2 separate regions of the Zea mays genome follow, and region 1 is linked to region 2. Evidence: chromatin contacts called from public Hi-C data. All regions are on one chromosome and are shown on one strand. Each heading gives the region's core, a stretch centred on a gene start, on an enhancer-like site or on the middle of the called end of the contact. The rest is flanking DNA. Distances are from core to core; before and after follow the strand shown.

Region 1 (5,680 bases), core at 1,243-3,742, 500 kb after region 2:
CCACCCTCGGGCGGGAGACGCAGGTTCTTATGACTGATATTTATAAAGGGCACTTCTTTGCAATCCTAATGACTGATATTTTGTAGGTTCTTATGCCCTGGAAATTCAACGATTTAAATGAGGTAACCAGTATACCACGTCGCTTCAAGAACATAGATATGCGTAGGTAATAAGCATTTAACAAATAGTTTGTGTTCCGTTGCAACGCATGGGCACCATACTAGTTGGTTGTGAAGAGTGAAACGTTATTTTTTTTCTTTTCTTCCTCCCTACAACGGTTCCCTACCTTCTAGTCGACTCTGACCCCTGTCCACCCATCGCCTTCAACGTCACCAACCCCAACCACAACTGGAACCGCTACCACACCGCATCAAGGGTCGTCGTGCCCGTGCCCGTGGTTGTATTCGGAAAACTCGTCCTCTACCACGTGCACGCTCACCATCGCCAACCCGCTCACGAGCAATTCCCTCGCCGCCTAGCAGTTGTAACTTGTAAGCCATCGCCATGTACAGCGCCGGACATATTTTCGTTAACTGCGCTACGAGCCTCGGCCTCCGCCCCACCACGTCATGTTGTGGAAGCAATGGATGGGCCTCCAAGAGGCGGTCATCTACCACACCCACGACGTGTTGCTGGCGCTAAGCTCCATCATGGTGACAGCCATGGCAGTCAAGGACTTCTTCCGGTGGCAATTTGTCGAGTCCCCGTGTCGGGAAGGGTGGTGGTCAGCGACGCGATAGCTCGTGGAAGATGCTAGGTGCAGCCTCGACGAGCTCAAGGATGCGGCAAGGCTGATAGGCAACGCCGTGCTCTACAAGTTCTTCACCACCTGGATGATTCTGACGCGCGCTTAACTAAAGGCGCATTGCTGATGGCGATGCCTTGCCTCCTTTTGCAACTTGTTACTCATTTGATTCGATTTTTGTGTGTGCATTTGAATAAGTGGTTCTTTGCTGGTACAAATGGAAATGGCCTGATACGCCTGTGTTGATAAGATTGTAATGGTCCTTGTGCAAATGTGACTTAGTTGTTCTTCTAGCCTCCTAGAAAAGGTAAAAGTAACAAGAAAGAGTGCCTGAATTGAAGACATGCATGATCCATCATCGAACTATAAACATCAGGCATTCTATAGCTTGTTAATATATTTTTCAGTTATTTTGTTGCATAAATATTGAATGTTTCCTACTCATCTATATTTATGAAATATTAATTGAATGTTGTAATAGTGAAAAATTATGTCAATTCTAAAAAACATTGTACTACAACCAGTTTGAGTATAAACAATCTATGTAGCCCTCTCAAGGGCATTGTAGACAAATCACGTGAAATCTACGGTTTCACAACAGTTTCAACCAAAGGATTTTCAGTTTTGCATAGCGGGCAACTCAAAGTAGATTTTTCACAATAGACAGCTTACAACAACTTTTTCACAACCGAACCAAACGCACCCTTATATGTTGCAGATGATAGCTGCTAAGAAGCTCAGCCCACTATTAAAACATTGCGTATAGTATTGCATGACTTGAAAAAAGGGATGATTACAAGTTATCAACCCATGTGAAAAGTGAAATCATTGTTTCGAGTAGGTGCTCATTCCAGAAGATGTAAGGTTGACTCCAGCTGAGTACCTATCAGGGCACCTAAACCCATTATATATATCTAAATAACATTGTAGCATCTCCATCAGGTAACCTATAATCGATACTCATTCTAGATACGATGTGGTAGAATACCTAATATAGATGACCATCTTTTCAAACGTGTATTTGGATACCGGATACCCGATTGGACATGGTAACACTTAGGTCTCTTCTTTCGGCTAAATGCGTAAACCAAACGTGTATTTGGATTTCCAGTTCCGCATATCCTTGGAGTTAGACAAATGTAATTTAAGGAATGAACCTATGTCAGTTACTCGGTTGTCACCTACGGTGAGAAGAGGTCAAAGGGTATATGAAATGGACTGACGTCAAAGAATAAAAACACACGGAAAAATAAGATTTTTTTCCCGCGGGGGGGGGGGGGGGGGGGGGGGGGGGGGGGGGGGGGGGGGGGGGGGGGGGGGGGGGGGGGGGGGGGGGGGGGGGGGGCTCAGATACCTACCTCAATTAATGTGTGCAAATTTCACACCAAACCTGTCCGTAATTGGGTCAGATCCCAAATAGCTATACAGGTACCTTAAATTTGGGTTGTCCTTTTGAACAGGATGGAGGAAAGAGAACGGGCGAGCATACCCGGTACCGGGGAAGGGGCAGACGAAGAGCTGGCGAAGGGGCCGTGACAGTCGCCGGCGAAGGTGACAACGAAGACCTGGCAAAGGGCGTTGGCAGCCGCCGGTGAAGGGGACAACGAAGACCTAGAGAACGCCGTCGACGCTCGCCCGCCCGCCCGCCTGCCACTGTCGTCACTCGTCGCTGCCAGGAAAGGAAAGTGGAGAGAGAGAGAGAGAGAGAGGGAGAGGGGTGAACGGGGAGCAGACGAGCAGTACGGAACAAAGGATAAGCTTAGAGTCGAGAACGCAAGTACGCAACAGGCAGCGGCAGCGGCACACGTATTCCTGATTTTTTTAGTAAAATACAATTCCGGACCTTAGACTTGTCGGTCCATAAAATTTAAAATATATTATCTCTTAAAAGCTCAATCGAACTTCAGATGTCTTAATAGGTTGTTGTAGCTACGTCCATATGTCAATCTTTGTGATCTGTTGCACCCGATACACCCTTCTACCTCCCTATTATGCCACCGTGGCACGCCCTAGTCGCTAGGCTACCATTTCTGCATTATTTCCAGCAGTTCACTCATATGGTCAGCTAAAACACTATTTTACATTGTAGATTATATTATTTGCAGAGTAGAGTTGAATATGGGGCTGCTGGAGATAGTCTTAGCTAAGCTCGTCACCCGGCCGCCTTTACTGCCTCCCTGCTTCCTTAACACGAGTTCACCTAACCACCCTCTGTCCTTCCCGCTAGCTCTAGTCCACGACCCCTCCGCTGCCTCGCAGACTAGAACGCCTGATGGCGGACGGGTCGGAGGCACTGACATGTCACCAGAGTCGAAAGCTATGCCGTCAACCGACAAGGGAGAGGAGATATGGGGAACGTTGGAGGAGCTACTACTAGCGTGTGCCATGACCCAGCACGGCACGACGAGCTAGGACTCGGTGGAGGTGCAGACATGGAGCCCCGTGGCGACGCGGCCCAGCTTCATGCCGCACAACTACTACCTCCGCTTCTTCCACCTTAATTGTTGCTTCTCCACCATCGCCAGCGGTGGGGGGAGGATCTCATGATGAGCGGATGCTGGAGGCAATCTGCAATGTGCTCAGGCGGTAAGACAAGTACGTATAGTGTCGGCAAGTCCGACAGCTCCAACGTCGCGCGAAGGGGATCACATTCTTCTCTGTTGTCTTGCTGGTGGTGGTCTCCTACTCCGTCCCCGCCCCTTAGCGTCGGTGACCACCACGGCCATGCCCATCGCTAGCTAGTGGAGGCGCAGGGTCAGTGGATACACCACCACGCGGAAGCGCTTCTCGTGCGCGACGATGGATGGTCGCGTCAGCTAGGAGCTCAAGGTGCGCGAGGGTCATGAGGTGTGGGCCGGGGGGGAGCTTGCTACCGTCGATGGGCACCATAAGCCCCACGCCGTCAGCTTCCCCTCCCACGTGTCGGCTTAACAAAGAAGGGTTTATTTCGGTCATAACAGGTCTATTTCGATCCGTTAGGACGTAAATGAGACCCGAACAACAATTGAACCTTTAAGAGGCATACTTCAAAAGTTATGGATCGGGATGACACATCTCGACAACTTTAAGGACCGAAATTGTATTTTTACCATTTTCTTTTAAAAAGCAATGAGTTCTGCTCTGATTATTTATTTTATTTCTCTCATGTCATCTACACCTTTCGTTATAAATTATAGTTTATTCTAACTAATATGTGTATATAGCTTTTACTATACACATATTTTATATTTAAATACTGTAGTAAAATGTTTGTAGGTTTGAAAGACTTGTGTTTGGAATAAACAGATTAACCAATAATTGAGACCATATTTGTTGATGGTTGTATTAATGAACTCTTTGTGCCTAGTACAACAATTTATGGAATTATCTTACATCAAAATGTTTTAGTTTGATCATGTGAACATGTGATTGATATGTGGCCACGATGTTTAAGTATGATGAGTGGCTGTCAAGAAGATGATCGGTTTTAGCTTAGTGTTACCAAAAAATAGAAAGACTTGCTTTGTAACACCCGGTCACACCGGGTCTAGCGGTACTTACTCCTAGTAGCCCTCTAGGACCATATAACATCCCCACGGACCAACACGAGTCTTTTGTGCGCACTTTGTCCTCACTCATGTACACACTAGAAAACTTCTCGGTCGGTCACACATCCCAAGATTGCTCTAGGCCAAGCACGCTTAACCAGAGGTTCTTTCGAGATAGGCTTCCGAAAAAGAAGATGCACCTTGTTGGTATGGGTACTCTATTAATTCTATTATGCCTTGGGCCAGGATATCACAATCCACCGGACATGATATCACATGCTTTGACCCTTAGGAGTAGGTAACTCATTCGCTATCCTTGTTTCTATTGCATTCTATGTCATTATATCACATTTTGTTCAATGATTCACTTTGATGGAAGGAAAGAGCATACTCAAGTTCAATAGTATAATATGTTTCTTGCCTTTATGTTGTGCAGATGTGAATCACAAAGACGGTGTCAACGACGAAGGTAAAAGTCATGTGGGTTTGTACTTGTAGGTTGGAAGCGATGAAGGGTGAACATTGGTGTCGGCGTTTCAACCCCGGGGGGGTCCCTGGATCGATGAGTAAATTGTCGCTGCGTGTCCCAGCCCAGATGGGTCGGCGCGAGACGGGACACAAAGGGGGGAGAACAGTAAGGGGAAACCGCGGCCTTCGTGTTGTCCTGCGCCCAGGGCGGATGGATGCGCTTGCAGTAGGGGGTTACAAGCGTTCGCGTGGGAGAGAGAGAGAGAGCGAGAGCCTTATGCGTCGGCCCGTTCTCCCGCGCGGCCAACCTTCCGTACGAGAGCCCTGGACCTTCCTTTTATAGACGTAAGGAGAGGGCCTAGGTGTACAATGGGGGGTGTAGCAATGTGCTAACGTGTCTAGCAGAGAGGAGCTAGTGCCCTATGTACATGCCGTCGTGGCTGTCGGAGAGGTGTTGCTGCCCTGTTCATGTGATGTCGTGGCCGTCGGAGGAGAGCTAGAGCCCTGCAGAAGTACAGCTGTCGGGGCTGTCGGATCCTTGCTGACGTCTCCTTGCTGACGTAAGGGGCTGGGAGCTACCGTCGTCATGGAGCGTGCGGGGTGTCATCATTACTTATTTACTGGGGCGAGCCAGATGGGACGCCGATCTTGTTCCCCATAGCCTGAGCTGGCTAGGGGCAGGGTAATGATGGCCCCCTGGCGACGTGGCCGGTCTGGGCCCGAGTTTGGGCGAGGTGGCGATTCCTCCGAGGTCGAGGTTGAGTCCGAGCCCTGGGGTCGGGCGAGGCGGAGTCCATCGTCTTCCGGAGCCGAGGCTGAGTCCGAGCCCTGGGGTCGGGCGAGGCGGAGTTTGTCGTCTTCTAAGTCGTGGTTGAGTCCGAGCCCTGGGGTCGGGCGAGGCGAAGTCCATCTTCCGAGGCCGAGACGGGGGCCGAACCCT
Region 2 (5,693 bases), core at 567-3,066:
CCAGCCCTCCTTGTCGTCCGCCTGCAGCAGGTTCCCGTACAGTAATAGGCTTTGCAGAGCTACCAATCTTCCAACTGCACCAGACACATATCCACCGAGCCTATTTTCTGAGAGGTCAAGCATCTGCAGTGTGGTGAGGTTGAAGAGTGAAACAGGGATGGACCCGGTGAACTGGTTAGCATAAAACTCAAGCATCTGCATGCTGTGAAACCTGATGCCTATGGCATCAGGAATTCTGCCATGGAGCATGTTATCACTGAGCTGGAACCTTTCCAACGAGGTTAGGTTGTACAAGGAATGTGGGGGTTCGCCAGAGAGGTGGTTGTCATTGAGGTCGAGGTGCTGGAGGGCCTGGATGGCGCCGATGCCAGGCGGGATGGTGCCGTGGAGCTGGTTGAACCCAAGTGACAGGATGCTAAGCGACGACAGGTTGGCTAATGACGCTGGGATGGTGCCGGTGAGGCTGTTGTTCCAAACACTGAGCACCACGAGATTCATCAGTTTCTCACCCAACTCGTAGGGCACGCTCCCGGTGAGCTGGTTGAAGCGGAGGCGCATGAGGACTAGGCTGGTGCAGGAGCTCAGGTTGGCGGGGACCTCGCCTGAGAAGGCGTTGGAGCTCAGGTCGAGTTCTCGGAGCAGGCGGAGGCGACCGAGGCTGTCGGGGATGCCCCCGCTGAGTGCGTTGGAGCTGAGGTTGAGAGTCCTGAGAAACGACAGGTTCCCGACGGCAGGCGAGAGTGATCCGCTCAGCCCGTGCAAGGGCAGGCTCAGTGCCACCACTCGGCGGTGCTTGGCCCCGCCCCCGCACGTCACCCCCACCCAGCCGCAGAATCCGCCGGCACCGCTACTGTTCCACGACGCAAGCGTGTCGCCGCCAAAGATCGCCGCGGCTTTAAAGGCAATCAGCGCGGCCTCGTCGTCGGCGGCCACCACGAGCGTCAGCAGAAGCAGCAGGCTCACCGAGCGCGGCGCCATGCCTGTGGCCTCTGCAGCGGGCAGTGCGGGGAACAAAACAACGGGTGAGTGATGATTGATTGACCTTCTGGCTTCTGGCAAGTGAGGCTAAGCTGAGATACTTATTCATGTTCCTCCGTGACGTGCATGCTTGCTTGCCGCCGGATCATTTGCACTTACGTCCAAGCACGTAGCTGCAGATGAGCCATTGACGGTCTGGTCTTACACGACAGTGACCGGATGCATGATATGCTTCCGCTTACGTACGGCACCTTCGCTCTTGGTTTGAATTCAACGAAATGCTGAATTAACGCCGTGTGTTAATGCTTGCAACATTCATACCTGAGGTTCTAGACATACCAAAGTTTAGTTAATCTAAAAAATATTTGTTTATTTAATCTAAATATACTAAAATATATATAATTTAGTAGTTGATAACATCCAAATAGAATCCCAGCCTCTGTTTGGTTCCTTTAGTTCATGGAATAAAGTTTAGTCTATGGACTAAAGTTTAGATCTAATCTTGTTTGGTTCTGGTGACTAAAAGTATTTAGAATACATTAAATGGTTTATAACAAGACTAAAATGTCTCTTATAAATTTCCTATCATTAGTGCAACTGAAACAAATAAGGGACAAAAGGTGAAATTAACATGGTTTAGTTCTTTTTCGTCAGACTTTAGAGACTAGGTACTAAAGTAGTTTAGTCTTTGTTTTAGTCCCACTATTTCACAATTTAGATATTAAATGAGACTAAAATAGAGGGACTAATTTTTAGTCCTTTAGAACTAAATAGGGCATTGCGCCAACATGAAACATAGGACGCACATGGATTAATTTAGGCTTTGTTTGGTTGCGTCTTTATCAAAGTAGATTGAGAAGGATTAAATCTATTTTAATTGAGATGCAACTGAACAAGAGACTTTATGGTGCGTTGCATGGATTTCCCTACTCGGGATGCGAGTCTATTTTTTACTTCTGTTTTTTCAAGTTTACACATATATCCCTTCTTATTGAAATGAACGGACAATTTGACCATTTTCCATTATCACTATCAGTATTTAACAGTATTAATAAAAACACATTCATACAATTGTACCATTGTCCCTTCTTTTATTAACTGTTTGCAAATTTAGCCACACTTTTATATTAAAGTTTGGATATTTCTGATATAAATTTGATCGTAAACTTTTAAAAACAATATTTTAACTTTGACTTTAAAATTAATATCAAAATTGATAAAAATAAATTGAATTTACCATTATTTTTTAACAAATGTGACATATTTTAACCGTGATATATATATTTGAAATAATAATTAAATTGTTGTTATTTTTTCAAAATTCAATTTATTAATTTTTTTTCTCTTATGAGGTGTTAAAGCACACTGAGTCAATTTTGAGACATTCCAAATTCTCTATTGTCATATTGTCAATTGCTCGAGGTAGAGAGGTAGAATGGTAATCGTACATCCAATTTAAATTTGTTAGCCTCGATGATGAACCGTAGCCGATAGCTGTATGGGTATGTTGTTCGAGTGATCAAAAGGGAAAGTGTGTTCTAATGGTGATTCTAATCGACATAGATCATATATACAAGGACTAGTACACTACACTATGACTACAAGCAGCTAGCGAACGCACACTTAGCGCGTTGTCGCGTCACATTAGTAGTTTACGACGATTTGTTTTTTCTAAGATTACAACAGGCTCGTCTATTCGTTTATTAGATTTCCAACAAGCTGCAATTAATAAATAGCTAATGAAACTATCAAATGGTAAGTAAACTAATACCAGCTCTAAAAATACATAGTATATATTATATACTTGGTACATATTTAGGGGCCCATAGCTTGAGGTCCTAGAGCGGCCACCCACCCTGCTCCCCTCAGGGCCGGCCCTGCAACTAAGTTATGCTCATAGATTTGTACATACGAATCTTTTTGTTATATTGTCGCTGTGATTTTAATCCGGCTATAGTTATGACCTCTACAGTGTTTTATCTTTATAAATTGTAGCAGCAGCAGCTGCGGTTGTAGATCAGCTGGCTGTAGTTAACAAACAGTCCAAGGCTGTTTGAGGTTTTGAGCATACCATGTTCACACAACAAACGAAAAGTCAATGCTTTGTCCATTCTTTCTCCACCTAGAACTGCAGCCATTGGTTAGCCGTTCAATATTTTCACCGTCCAAAGCAATAACCAAAGAATCGTCGGCATGTGGAAATTCCGTGGAAGAAAGAAAGGAACCATGTGGCGCTTTCTTCTCGTAGATGCCACAGAACTCGGTAAGTCAGCAGCACCGAGCCGGCGAGCACGTTGGTTTCTGAATGCAACCCGGAGGAGCTCTCTGACTGACGTCGTCATTGCAATGGGCCGACGGCCGAGCAAACTAGCTCCTGTGCCTGGGCCCAATAGCGCACAAAGCAAACACGCGTTTCCAGTTTTACGTCTCCTACGTCAAAGACTTCGGGAAGCAAGTGACGGAGGTCGCCAAGTTGGTCCCACAGCAGGAAGCCCACCAAATCCAGCGAGATCCAGGCCGTCTTGGCCTCGCCCTCTCGGCGGACATCACCAAGCACACCGGTTGTCTCCTCGGGCACCACCAAGCCACCTGGCCTTCACCAAGTTCACCTCATCTTAGGTTAGCCTCTAGGACTGGAAATAGTAGCAGTGGTATTGGTAGTCGTGCCTCAGTTCATCTCATTACCTGCTATTCCCTACTGGTAGCCGTGCTGCCGTGGTAATACACTAATACCAGTAATGAGTTGGAATGGATTATATGGATGTAATCAGTTTGGACTTGGGGTTGCAATGTGGATCATGATGACGCTAATGAGGTGGTGTCCCTAAATGGATCTGTAGTAGTGGTTACTTCTTAATCGCTTCTTTTCGAAAGGAATGCTTATTACTTGTCACTTCTGATCTAGATCGTTCTTATTGTGATTGTTCTCTGCTGGTTAGTTTTTTTCTTTGTTATGTGAAATATTGGATGACAAAATTCGGAATTGAAGTGGTAGTTTGAAAATCTCTATGGGAGTTGAGTTGTTCAGACGGTTCGTCACATATCAAGGTCATACAGGTTCTTCAGCTTGCCTAGTTAAGTTAAAACTGGTCCTTTAAGATTGCTATTGAATGCAGGCATACAACAATTTTTAGCAAACTTTGAGGGATTTCCAATAGAAGAATGTATGAGCCTGGCAAGAGGGTGTTGTAGAAACCTAATTCAACTAAGTTTGCCATGGTTAAATACTTAAATTTCTTCTGATGTTAAACTTTATCTTCCTTTTTTAGACAAACATAGTTTCAAGGAAGGTATGCGGACAATCACCTATGGTGTTGATTGTTCAAGAATCACATCAGTACCACTCATTCTTTGTTATTCTGAATGTTTGCTACATTTATAACTAGCTTGTGGGATTTGGACTGGGGTGGGTGTTTGAAACTTTTCAGCTTTCATATGGCAGGATTTGGACTCACATCTTATTACCAATTATTCATAAAAAAACATACTGACAACCAGTGAGACTCTCCATTGTTGATCTGTTTGACATATTTACAAAACATCCTTTAGACTTGCATGCACCTATTTACAGAAATATGAGTTGTTGACAATGGAAGGAGAGGATATTGACTAATACATCTCAATGACAATCCTCAAGAAAAGGAGGCACATTGACGTTGAGGACACTCTGGACCTTATCTGGTGTCAATAAATGCAGGTTGTTTATTTAGACAGAAAATGATAGAGATGCAGCATCATATACATATCCGGTTATGTATACCAAGGACCATATGGAGTCTTATGGCCCATTTTCAGTTTTACTACTTAATTATCGTTGCAAATTACTGCAGAGTTGTCCACTCCACATTCCACCATAGGCGATCTGCTAATATGGAGGTACGAATCTCTGATAGCATTCATTTCAGTGGCTGCATCATGTATGAGTGTTCTTTCCCTAGGCTGTTTCTTTGAGCATGATATTCCAAGAGCAAATACTGAAGCCAAGCACTTTTCAATTCTATATCTTGTGGTGCTGTCAAATGCACCTGTGTGAATCCACATCGTTGTATCGGCTATCTCCCATATTCTCTCTGGTAGAGCATCCCCTGAAAACCTGTGTAGATCTAAAGAACCACTAAACATATCATCTGTTGGGCTCCTTCCCGTAAACATCTCAAGCAGTAATATCCCAAGGCTATAAACATCACCAATAGTTGACACAGAAGAACCTTCACCATACTCTGTTTGTGCCAAAAAATGTATTTGTTATTATGCCATATAATGTCTATAAATTAGTAATAACAAAGACATACACAACATATTTTCATTTACCTGGGGCAACATAACCAATGGAGCCTCTTATTCCAATTGTGCTATTTGAATTCTGTAGGGCTTTACTTGCACTTTCTGGAAGTATTCTTGATATGCTAAAGTCTCCGACTCGGGCACTCATGTCTTCTGCAAGAAGAATGTTGCTTGGCTTCAGATCACAATGGACGATTGGTGGCTGACAGTGATTATGAAGGTAGTCCAGGGCATCAATGATATCGACAGCAATGTTTAGCCTTTGTTCCAGGCTTAGACTATTTCTCAAAGTGGGCATGGCAGATTTTGAATGAATCCAATCATTTAAGATACCATTGGGCATGAACTCAAAAACAAGTGCTTTGAACTCTTGACCTTGGTGATTGATGCTTGAGCAGCACGTGATGATCTTTATGAGACAACGATGACGC

Evidence for each region. Hi-C and Micro-C count contacts between places; a contact is called where the count stands out from the background.
Region 1: a Hi-C map of bundle sheath shows a contact between it and region 2, with 2.6 times the contacts expected there. The contact joins the promoter of LOC100281920 here to the promoter of LOC103649762 in region 2. A contact is called at or near these places in 2 of 25 Hi-C or Micro-C datasets (bundle sheath and leaf).

Annotation. Positions count from the first base shown.
Region 1 is chr3:17,089,778-17,095,457 of Zm-B73-REFERENCE-NAM-5.0, forward strand. It overlaps LOC100281920, which reads right to left and starts at 2,493. Exons shown (of 2, transcript NM_001154839.2): 1 at 2,235-2,493.
Region 2 is chr3:16,587,325-16,593,017 of Zm-B73-REFERENCE-NAM-5.0, forward strand. LOC103649762 (receptor kinase-like protein Xa21) reads right to left here and starts at 1,817. Exons shown (of 2, transcript XM_008675483.4): 1 at 1-1,817. The coding sequence starts at 978. LOC109944798 (a long non-coding RNA gene) reads left to right here and starts at 3,425. Exons shown (of 3, transcript XR_002267948.2): 1 at 3,425-4,854; 2 at 5,348-5,693.